Linked DNA regions of Hordeum vulgare: all the other regions are linked to region 2. A link is a contact called in public Hi-C data. All regions are on one chromosome and are shown on one strand. Each heading gives the region's core, a stretch centred on a gene start, on an enhancer-like site or on the middle of the called end of the contact. The rest is flanking DNA. Distances are from core to core; before and after follow the strand shown.

The links. A called contact is a pair of places that touch in the nucleus more often than the background predicts.
Region 1: a contact with region 2 is called in a Hi-C map of seedling, with 4 times the contacts expected there. The contact joins the promoter of LOC123401617 here to the promoter of LOC123403731 in region 2. A contact is called at or near these places in 4 of 6 Hi-C or Micro-C datasets (leaf and seedling) and 1 of 1 datasets of contacts at active chromatin or transcription factors (embryo).
Region 3: a contact with region 2 is called in a Hi-C map of seedling, with 5 times the contacts expected there. The contact joins the promoter of LOC123401792 here to the promoter of LOC123403731 in region 2. A contact is called at or near these places in 3 of 6 Hi-C or Micro-C datasets (leaf and seedling) and 1 of 1 datasets of contacts at active chromatin or transcription factors (embryo).

Annotation. Positions count from the first base shown.
Region 1 is chr6H:463,060,044-463,064,025 of MorexV3_pseudomolecules_assembly, reverse strand. It overlaps LOC123401617 (DNA-binding protein SMUBP-2-like), which reads left to right and starts at 1,486. Exons shown (of 7, transcript XM_045095453.1): 1 at 1,486-1,659; 2 at 1,768-3,270; 3 at 3,380-3,663. The coding sequence starts at 2,238.
Region 2 is chr6H:463,208,430-463,212,051 of MorexV3_pseudomolecules_assembly, reverse strand. LOC123403731 (lipid phosphate phosphatase epsilon 1, chloroplastic-like) reads right to left here and starts at 1,607. Exons shown (of 4, transcript XM_045097644.1): 1 at 1,111-1,607; 2 at 78-303. The coding sequence starts at 1,401.
Region 3 is chr6H:463,012,866-463,016,470 of MorexV3_pseudomolecules_assembly, reverse strand. LOC123401792 (9-cis-epoxycarotenoid dioxygenase NCED1, chloroplastic-like) reads left to right here and starts at 2,258. Exons shown (of 1, transcript XM_045095641.1): 1 at 2,258-3,605. The coding sequence starts at 3,160.

The DNA of each region.
Region 1 (3,982 bases), core at 237-2,736, 150 kb after region 2:
ACAACCGAAGCTAAACTAGCACGTATCCCATCATTTTTTCACTTGACAAACACCCATCCGGTGTGTTCCGGCGTTGTAGACACGCGACACACACCCTTCAGTGGACAGTCGTCACGCTTTATGAGCGGCATCGGGGCGTCGACGAGCATTTGGGCCAGCATCGAACCCGGACGACGACCGTTGGTGTATTTCTCGAACTGCCGATGGGGTGGATCCGAGCGGCTAGAGGTAGATTCAGTACCTGCATCCGTCCTGGGGGCGTTGTCGGGGCTATGTGGACCGGTGCCCCGGCCAGTCCATGGCACGCCTCGGCCTCCAGTGGCCTGCCGCACACAAATCCGGTTAGATCCGCTCCAAATACGGCTACCGGTTGCGTTGAAGGTGGGGCAAGGGGTTAGACAGCTCGTGGTATGGAGAAAACGTGGACGTGCGGTCGGTCGTGCTCGACACCTACACGACCGCAATGGAAGCTGGCTGAGACGAGAAGGGAGAGGAGCGAGGTGTGCGGCCGGAGTTTGAGGAAGGAAAATGGAAAAAAGACGGATGTGTCACCAAGAGGCGGGCTATGGGCGAACAATGACACGTGTCGCGGTGGTCAACGCAAGTCCGTTTGGCTGCAACGCAGTTCAAACTTAAATCAGGAATGAATCGAAAGCGAATAAAAACGGACATTTTTGTGTTCGCTTAGGTGCGTTGGCCCGCTGTTTATTATGTCCGTTTACAAACGGACGCGATTTGGGGTCGTGGCTCTGTTACTCGTGAGTTGGAGTTGCCCTGAGCTCCTGCCTCGTGCACGGCGCCGAACCATTCGTGCACGGCTAACTCACGTAGCGCGGTGCGGCCTTCCAGGGAACGCGAGGCTTGCCTTTGTCGGACGAGGCGACGGAGGCGAGGCCGGCGGCGGCGTCGAGGTCGTCGTCCATGACGGGCGTGGGGCGGGAGCACGCGGGCGGGAGGTTTTTTTTGGGGGGGGGGAATGAAGGAAAATGGTGGTGGATGCCACCGACCGGCGGAGCCGGAAAGAAGAGTAGGCGCGCGTCCGTCACATGTCCGCGCCGACACAAATCCGGTTTAAAATTGGGTCGGGAATGGGTCGTCAGGCGGACGTCAAACAAACGCGCGTCTGTTTGGGTCGGCGCGTCGGGCCGACTTTTGTGCCCACGCCGACCCAAACCAACGGCAGCGGACGAAATGGATCGATCCAATGGTTGCTCTAAGAGCAAGTACAATAAGGTACAGTCAGCAGGCTGTAAGGATTAAAATACTATATTTTTAATGAGTTAGATGAGAGAGAAGAGGAGAGTGCTTCGTGAGAATGAATGATGGACCATATATGATAAAAATAGTACTCTTTTATAGCTAACTATTATACGGGCTAGCTATAAAATAGACTATAAGATGGTTTATAGTCAGCAGGTGGCTATAATATTAACCATGCTCTAAGCTCCTGCCTCGCGCACGGCGCCGAACCATTCGTGCACGGCCAACTCACGTAGCGCGGCGCGGCGCGGCAGCAGCCGGCCACCGCCTCCCGCCTCCCAAGAGCGCCCTTGAGCGGCGCAGCAGCCTCGCAAACGTGTCATTGCCCCAAGTCCAAAGTCCAGAGCAGCGCCAGCGCGGAATGTTCCGCCTGCTGTCCCCACCCCGACCGTGACGCCGGTAAGGTGTTCGCTCTAATGCCTGCCAGCCAGCCAGCCAGCCAGCCAGTCCGCCCGCGGGGAGAAAGCTGGCCGCCATTCTTTGTCTCATTTTATTGTGGTCCATCAGGATCCACGGACGCTTCCCCCCACCCTGATTTTGGTTGAACAGAATCAGCCCCGCCGGACCGGTGAATCTGCATCTGCATCGCGTCTGGACGCGCCGGCGCCTGCGTGGACAGCGGGATCGCGCGCCATGCGTTGGTTGGACAGCAAGCGCGAAGCCGGAGCCGATCCGATGGGCGCTGTCAGGGGCTTTCGGGACCATGGAAACTGGGCGGAGACGACGTGGGCGCCAGCCGCGCGAAGCCAGAGCCGGGGACGGCACTTTACTTGCCTGCGGTGCTAACGCAGCCGCGCCCTGCGCCACCAGTCATCCACTCTCCACCGGCCGTCTCCTCCTCTTGACCCAGGGCCAGGGAGGATTTCACCCGCCGAGGCTGAGCCGAGTCACCGGTCAGCACCTCGCTCCCTTCCCGCTCCCCTCCCGCTGCCCCGCGCCGCAGCCTCCGCCGGCAGCCGTGACCGTGGAGCGACGGCATGTCTCTTGATCTCTTTTCCTCTAGGTTCCTGTTTTCTTCTGGCGCTGCGAAGAAGCTCCCCAGCAGGAGAAGGGTCACGTTCGTTGCTGCTGCTCCTTCGTCTGCGTCCACGCCGTCGCCGGCACGGTCGCAGGATGCCTCTTCTTCTTCCAGGCAAAGGAGTGTACGTGTTGCGCCATTGGGTCCCAGCAAAGGTGCGCCTCGACCTGCCGGTGGCAATGGCAGGACTAGGAGGAGGAGGCAGAGGAGGACGGTCGAGGGAGGGCAAGAACAAGGCGGCTGCGTGCCGTCGGTGGAGGAGGCGTCCATAAGGGTAGGGACGCTGTATGAGAACGGCGATCCACTAGGCCGGAAGGAGCTTGGCCGGTGTGTTGTGGAGTGGCTAAGGCAGGGGATGCAATCCATGGCATCCAAATTCGCTTCGGCCGAGCTTCAGGGTGAGATGGCGGACCTCACCACAGCGGCATTGACCCTGAATTGGGGATCAGCAGAAGGCCAGCTTGGGTTTGTGATCCAGGCACAGCCTTATCTCTCACCCGTCCCCATGCCCAAGGGTCTGGAGGCACTCTGCTTCAAGGCCTGTACACACTACCCCACCCTTTTCGACCATTTCCAGCGTGAGCTCCGTGGTGTCCTGCTGAGTTACCAGAACCAGGGGCTCATCTACGACTGGCGCTCCACGCAGACATGGAAGCTGTTGAAGGAAATGGCCAATTCTACTCATCACCGGGCAGCTGTGCGCAGGACGACACCACGAACTAAAGCGGTTCACAGTAGCATCGGCATAAGCCTCAAGAAGGTAAGGCTGATGCAGGATAGGATTGAAGACTTTGTGAGGCATATGTCAGACCTGCTACGCATCGAGCGAGACGCGGAGCTGGAGTTTACACAGGAGGAGCTGAATGCCACAACTATGCTTGACAACAATTCCAAGCCATCCAAGCCAGTTGAGTACTTGGTGACCCATGGGCAGGCTCAGCAGGAGCAGTGTGACACCATTTGCAACTTGAGTGTCATCAGCAGCTCAACTGGTGAGAGAGCTAAACTTGGCTACTTTCTTTTTTCCGTATGTTAAGATTTTGTCTTCAGTTACTTTGGAAAATTGAGCAAGACACTGTTTTCTGTTATCCCTGCATGTAGGATTGGGAGGCTTGCATTTGGTTCTATTCAGAATTGAAGGTGAACACAAGCTGCCTCCAACTACACTGTCACCTGGGGACATGGTTTGTGTGAGAACATGTAATAGCCGTGGTGAGGGAGCCACTTCTTGCATGCAAGGCTTTCTTTATAATCTCGGGGAGGATGGTTGCAGCATAACTGTGGCTCTGGAATCTCGCCATGGTGACCCAACTTTCTCCAGGTTATTTGGGAAAAGTGTGCGCATTGACCGGATACAGGGATTGGCTGATGCACTTACTTACGAGGTATTCAAATTATGCACATGAACCTTGAATCTTTTCAAGGAATTAAGGGTCTGAAATTTTAAATGGTTGGCTCTTTCAGCATATTTACTATCAAGCTTTCTGAAACTTTCTTGCCAGGAACAACTATAGTCTACCTCTTACATATTTATTTAAACATAATCCTTCCATTTTATGATGTGTAATCATGTTCTATTACTGTTATATATCGTATCTCATATCGTATATCGGAGTGGCATGAAATTGGAAAAAAAAACAGAACAAATGATTTTTTAGCCTTAAGAGAGAACAGTGAAATTGGGGTTCCCGTTTCTTTTATGAT
Region 2 (3,622 bases), core at 358-2,857:
GAATTTATGCTTTCGATGTTGCCAGGAGTATATACTGAAAAATGGTATGATGTTTGGATGAATCTAGAAAAGCTTACCTGAAAGAACTAGAAATGTTGCAGCATAGAAAATGGATTGGGCATGGGATGATGGCATCCCAGGATCAGACCGCAAAGCTGGCGCTGGTCTTTCATGGTTGAGCAGTTTTTTAAGAACTGATGAAAGCACAGTGTTTGCAACTGCACCCATCAAAGCCCACATAATTTCACCATCATGCTTCCAAAGAGCCGCAAAAGCAAAAGAAGCAGACACCAGCCATTTACTCTGGCATACAAGGTACAAGGTTATCGAAGGTGAATAGCAGATAGTTAATATTCTAAGTTCCTCTCAGAAAAACTTATCAGATACAGTTGTACTAATCAGGCATTAGATAACAAAGATAGTCTACATTTTACAAGCAAAGTAAATGTGTACACAAAAAAGGGTTCATAAATAATGTCTGCAGGAAACAGGCGAGCTCGCTACATATATTGCAGTTAGACATGGATCCAGAATTCCAAGTAAACAGCACACAGTTAACCTTTACGTGCATTTAAGGGTAATTTCAACCATAATGTTTAATCACATCTAAGTAGGAAGCTTAGTCTGGAGCATCCAAGTTCCTCTTTCATAAACTAATAATCAGACACAGTAGTATAAATCAGGCATTAGATAACTAAGATACTCTACAGCTAAACAAACTAAATCTGTATATAAAAATCTGTTCATAATTAACGATAATACGAAAACAGCTGAGCTTGGCAGATATTATTGCAATTAGACACCCCTAGTACAAGCTACAATGATGCTCTACTAAAGCAATGCATGTTCTCTGCAGAGAGCAAATCAGAATATTCAGGCGTTTCAGTTTCTTTTCCAATAAAGCTTCATCCCTTTCAGACTGGTAATAGTTCCAACTTTCAATGATCAGAGCTCATTTGAAAGGCATCAGCATTGGTTAGAAGCTATTACCACTCCATAATTAAGCAAGGCCCATGCTAAGTCGTAAGATATATAGTTTGAGATTCCGAAAAGCATCAACATACACCATATGTGAACATATACAGCTTCATAGAAACAAAGAGCACTAACCATACGATTCAGCGCCACCTCGACGTGCGTCCACCGGGTCGTCGCCGTCGCCGCCGCCGCCGCCCTCGGACCGGGCAACTTCTCGCATCCCAGCATCGCATCCCCCTCCCCGTCCCCAGCAGAAACCCCAACCTCCCGGGGCGACCCGCTCCCGACCCTGGTCATCTCGGCCATGCACACGCCAAGCCGCCGGCTACGGAGAAGCGAGAGTAGCCGGCCTTTGCAGTGCGGGAGACGATTCAAGCGCACGGGCTCGACGCGCGGCCATGGACCTGGCAGCGACAGGAGCATGGTTGTGCTGACCGCCAGCGTGGGAGCGCGGGAGAGTCGGCGCTAATGTGGGGGGAGAGCATCTCGGCTATTGGAGGATTTTGACGGGAGGGGATTTCTCCAGGGAGGTCGGGTTTGGATGGATCGTGATGCCCTGCTTGGCGTCTTGGAGCGGTGGGATTAGGAAATGGCCGTGAAAGGATTGGAGAGATGGTTGGTGAGAAGACGAGATAAACTTGAGTCAATGCGTGTTTATTAGTTTTAACTATTTTTAGGGCTGTCAATGCGTGTTTCTTTGGTGGAGAATGTGGGCGTTGGCACTTATTTTTCTGAGATGGGCTTTTGTGGGCATTCGCGTTGGAGAGAAGCACGCGTTGTGCTATGTCCAGATTTAGGGCTTCAAGTCATAATATACTCATGACGGTACTGCAACCAAAATGTCGCGAAAGTCCATCAATTGGAATACATAATAAATCTGAAAAATATCATAGGGATATAATGTACATGTGTGCGTTTACATGGGTGAGTGTGTACGCATGTATATAAACACTTGTGTTTGTACATGTTTAGAAAAAATCTAAAAAAGCTACATATAGGTGACTTCACACCGGTCTGTAAAGACTCTCCAACTCTCTTTTAGACAAACTCCAAGTTGCGTGGATTAAAATTGGCAGATCTTGAGTATGGGGTCCCGAGCTGACGATTGGAGAACGATGGTAAACATCAAGTAGGGAGACACAGATTTACTCACATTCGGGACCTTTTAAAGAGGCAAAAACCCTAGGACTGCTTGTATCGTATTGATTGTAGGTGGGGTACAACGTATAGAGGGTCTACCTTGAGATCATGTTCTAAGCTCTAAACTTGCATGCGTGTCTCTAAGACTAAAACCCCTTGGCTAGGCACCCGAGGAATCTGGGGTTTACATATGATCGATTACAAGCTGAGGATGAACATCCCGAACATCAAAACAGGTCTTGAAGTACACATCAAGTCTTCAAAGGTTTCCATAGTAGGTACGCCGAGGGCCACAACTTTCAGAGTCCTTCCATCAGCAGTTGATGGGTCATCACTCCGACCCACAAATAACATGCCGAGATGGTGTGCACCCCCCTAATCAAGGACATCGTCACTAGCCCGTGAACTAGTCTTCAGAGTCGAGGACATTGGCGCCCTCCTCGAAACAACTTCTCCTTCTCGTGGTCTTCGGCTTGGTAGGCGAGTTTCCTCTTCATTATCAGAATCCAAGGTCCTCATTGGTTATCTTCAGCATTTTTGTAAGGGCCCCAGCATCCACACTCCTCGGATAGTCCGATGATTTATAATCAACACTTTCCACAAGTCGTGGTGAGGGAGGCCATGTCAGAGTTGGGACCCACCCAACCACTTTTGGCCGCATCATTAAGGCTTCCTCGATTCGCGTTCCTTAAGTGCTTGGAAAACGAGCGGATTAAAGGTTGGATACTCAAACCTTCCCGTTTAACCATGGTATATAACTCGCAACATGGGTAATAAACTTATCCCTTCATCTACTCCCTTTTCCCATCTTGTCAAGGCACAAATCTTTCTTGTGCCTCTGCTTGAGATCTTCAACAATGGCGGTCGGACCTAGCTCGTCGAAGCGCCCAAACGGCCCTCTCGAAGGTGATTGGTAGAGTTGTTCGGCTACCCGTTGCAACTGAATTGGTTCGCAACTCAAGGGTACCTGCAAGATCCATATTTTATACCGACCCATCTAGGGTTAGTACCCATAGATAACAAGGTGCATGCGGATAATCACCCAATGTCGCACGGGGAAGAGCGAGTCTGTTTCGTCTCCTTTCTCCTTTGGGGTCTTGGTGTCCCAATCCGCCCTTCCTCAGGTGTCTTCTAGAGTTCTATGTGATCCAGCTCCACCACCCCTTTCCAAACTCAATTCTTCATATCCGACTTCATCACTCTTTGTGAAGCTTTCCTGGGTTGCAAGGCCATGCACTGAGAGGTTAGCATTGATAATAACATGATATATCTTCTTTTCATCAACATAAGCATATTTCAAAGTATAACATAATTTCTTCAATCCAAACACCGGATCACTCTTAGGCGGGAGAGGGCCTCCCAAAGTTTCACAGGCAAGTTATGCTTAAGGATAGGTGTTTGTCTAAGTAATATTTTATCAATTTCATTCCTCTCGTTCATATGCATGTCATTTTCATGGTCTAACAAATATTGTTCTGGATTCGCAAGAGCTATACCAATAAAA
Region 3 (3,605 bases), core at 1,009-3,508, 200 kb after region 2:
TGTGCACAGCCCTGTTCGTCGCGTCGTCGTTACGTTATTAGGTGACCCAGATACGCACCAGCACACACACATAGATATTGCCGCGTCCCCGTCGCCGTCGCCGTCGCCGCCGCTGCCGTCTCACCGGCTTCCGCCTACCCCTTCCTTATCCCCACCTCTACCTCCGGCTCCGCAGGCCAAGATAAATGGGTTTGGACTTTGGACTCTGGGTTGCATAATATTCACGTGCTCCCGCCAAATTACCACAGCCAGTTAATCCCGTCCGGATTCACGATATTACGTGCTCCGATGTGAGCTCCGGTGCGCTTAAAATGGTAGGGTCGTGAGGGGTTGTGTGGAAGCAATGGCAACCCGGGAGCGACCCGTCCATTTGATCTCCCGCTGGTCCGTGAGGGAGACGACGACGCCGACGTTGCCCCCCGGGCCACGGCCATGCCATCCTCGCCACCACTCCCTTGAGATGCGATCAGACTCGCCACAGTTGCCTATCGACCTCGAAGCCTCCTTTCTTTTCTTTTTGTGGCCCTCCTCCGGCTTCAACCAGTCTGATTTAAAGCGCTTAAAATGGGCCTCGATCGATCAGTGCCGGCCGACCGCATTATTTCTGGACTGGAGGAGCACGCACACTCTGATCGTTCAAGACATGATACTGATTTGTTGCGTCAGACGAGAGCGGTTGCTTGTGGCTTCAGATTTGGTCTCTCTCTGTGATGATACTGATTGGTTGCATCGGACGAGATTGCTGCTAATTATTCCTTCATTCGAAACAAAAAAAAACAAGGACATATATAGTGGGACTCTGAATCCTCGGAGACTCATGCCGCATGTTGGTGCTGAACTGCCTATGCGTGCACGCGTTCGTCTATGAACAAGCTGGTATGTATTGTATAGATTGCTCCCGTTTCGTCTGCTCTCTTGAGAGAAAAGTGAAGTGCTAAACGGAAATTGCGTTTGGTGGCCGAGCTCCATGAAGGCCTTTAAATTTGAAATTCAAATTTCATAAAAAATCATATTTTTACATTTTAGAAATTTTGAAAAAAAATATAGGGATAAGTGAAGGCGTAACACATGTGTGTAAATTTTCAAAAAAAAAATATTGAAATGAGGGCTGTGTAAAAAAGACAAATCTAAGGTTTTTTATACATGACACTATTTATCGTTTCAGGCCATGCATTTGTCTTTTTTGTGCAGACCATATCTTAAGGTATTTCATCCTAAATTTTTACACACGTGCACATAACATCCTTCTTTACTTGCATATTTTTTTTCAGGTTTTTTTAAACTGAAAAATTTAAATTTTGAATTATTAAAAAATTTCGGTCTCCATAAAGGCCGAGCTCCAAACGTCCGCTCTTAGCGCTAAGCTGGTATAGAACTTGCTTGCAAGTTGTACCAACACTACTACGGTACTACCTCCATGGATCATCGCTCAGATATTGCTGAGATGCGGCCTGAGAAGTTGTGCATGATATTCCGTGGAAGGTGGAAACGGGAAGAAGGATGGCGACCGCCGACCGGGGAGCAAGTGGATGGACGAGCGAGTGGTAGCAGGTGCCGAGGATTAATGGCTGATATGGACCGTGGGTCCCGTCAGTCCGCATCAAACAGTAGATTGATAATAATCTGGAAGAAAAGATTGTAACGGTTTATCCTGTCTCGCCCAATCATGTTATGGATAACTGCGCTGCTCAGTTTCACACAGGTGTATGGCTGGATGCTCTCCATGGATCCAACCAACCAATAGGCACTAAAATATACGCCCTCTCTTTTTAAATATAAGTTTTTAAAAAAATTATTAGAGGACTACCACTAAGTAAAATAAATGAATCTACATTTTAAAGTATGTCTATATGCATTTGTATATAGTCTTATAATAAAATTTTAAAAAGACTTCTTGTGTATCTAAATAATTATAGTTGGAAAGAACTATCAGTTTTCTCAAACTACAATTATTTAGATATAAAGGGAGTATTTAGGAATGGATGAAATACTACTTTCATACCTAAATAATTGTGATTGAGGATAACTAGATATTTAGTTACGGAGGGAGTAAATCTTTTTAGAGATTTCACTAGAAGACTACATACGGATTAAAATGAATAAATCTACATTTAAAAAAAATATATATATACATCCGTATGTAGTCTCTTAATGAAACCTTTTAAAAAATTATATTTAAAATCGGAGGAAGTAGTAACTAGATAGCCACAGATACGCCATGCATGCAAAGTGTAATTTGGTAAGATTTCACACGCATCACTGTGCAGGGACCAAGTTTTGTACAACCCACAGGCCACAGCCAAATGATAAGTAGTGAAAATTAATGTTGATCATGTCTAATCTATCCAAAGCATGTCCTTTTATAGCTGCCTGTACTGGACACTTGCCTAGCGCTGCAAACGAAATTGTGTGAATGCGCCCTTTCCAAGCTAGCCACTTGAAAACCTTGGCACTTCTTCTCCATACATGATCCAGCCACCAGTTTGTAGGATTCTAGACCATACTGTATGTAGTTGTCCATTTGGTGAGAACATAAAAGTTGGCAGTGTAGCAGGGTTCACCATTTCAGTCATCCCACTAACCCTCCAAATATTTATATTTAGGGCCACAAAAAGCATGATACTTGTTGTGGTTAGACTGATAGACTCCCTCAATATCCGAAGTTTTGGCACAATTTGATGAATCTCTAGATAAGTAGATATATTCAGACAAAAAGAACCATGAACACCAGAGTTCCCGCCGCGGACCCTTGTTTGATGATTGCTAAATTTTTGCATGCCAATTCTCCATTGGCAGCTCTAGTTCATTTTGCTAGTCAATGTTGACCAACTTATGGGCAAACAATCCCTGAAAAAAGAAACCAAAATACAGGTAAACTTGTGCACAAACCAAACACCCTAGGGCAACTTTTCATCCTCTCAGATTGTGCCGTCGCTTGCGATCCAACGGTCCACGTGATCTTTGAATTTTCACCAAATAAACATCTCCACCGGGTAAGTTTGCCTTTTACCAAGGCTATATATACCCATGCCATACAAGCAGCAAAAGGCAGTAGTGTGCGAACCGGTGTCGGCATTTGCTGCTACTCACCTGGGTTCCAACACAAAAATTGTTAGTAATCCAAAGAACCATTGATCTGCAGACTCCAGACTGCAGAAAATGGAGGGAGCACTTGTCACCTCCAACTTCAGCATGGCTGACCTCTACCCCGCCAAAGCCAATGCTGCCCATGCTCCGAGATCGAGGAGGCTCTCCTACATCTCGCCTGCCGCGTCTTCTGCTGCTGCACCGAACCCCAGCTACAGAAGGAAGAAGAGCACGTCGCCTCCGCCGCCGTCGGCTGCCGCCACCGCCACCGTGCTCACCTCGCCGCCCAAGCCGGTCGAGCAACAAGAGACGGAAGAGCACCTGGTGGACAGGTCGGTAAACAATGCGACCGGTACAAGGGTGGCTACCGCGAGAGCGAGCAGGGCGTCCGCTGCGCCGCGGCAGGCGCCTCGGTCGTCCAGGCCTCGCCGCCGGCCTTCCACCTCGCTGCAGGCGGCGTTCTGCAACGCGCTGGAGGAGGCGATCAACACGTTCGTCGACCCGCCGGTGCTGCGGCC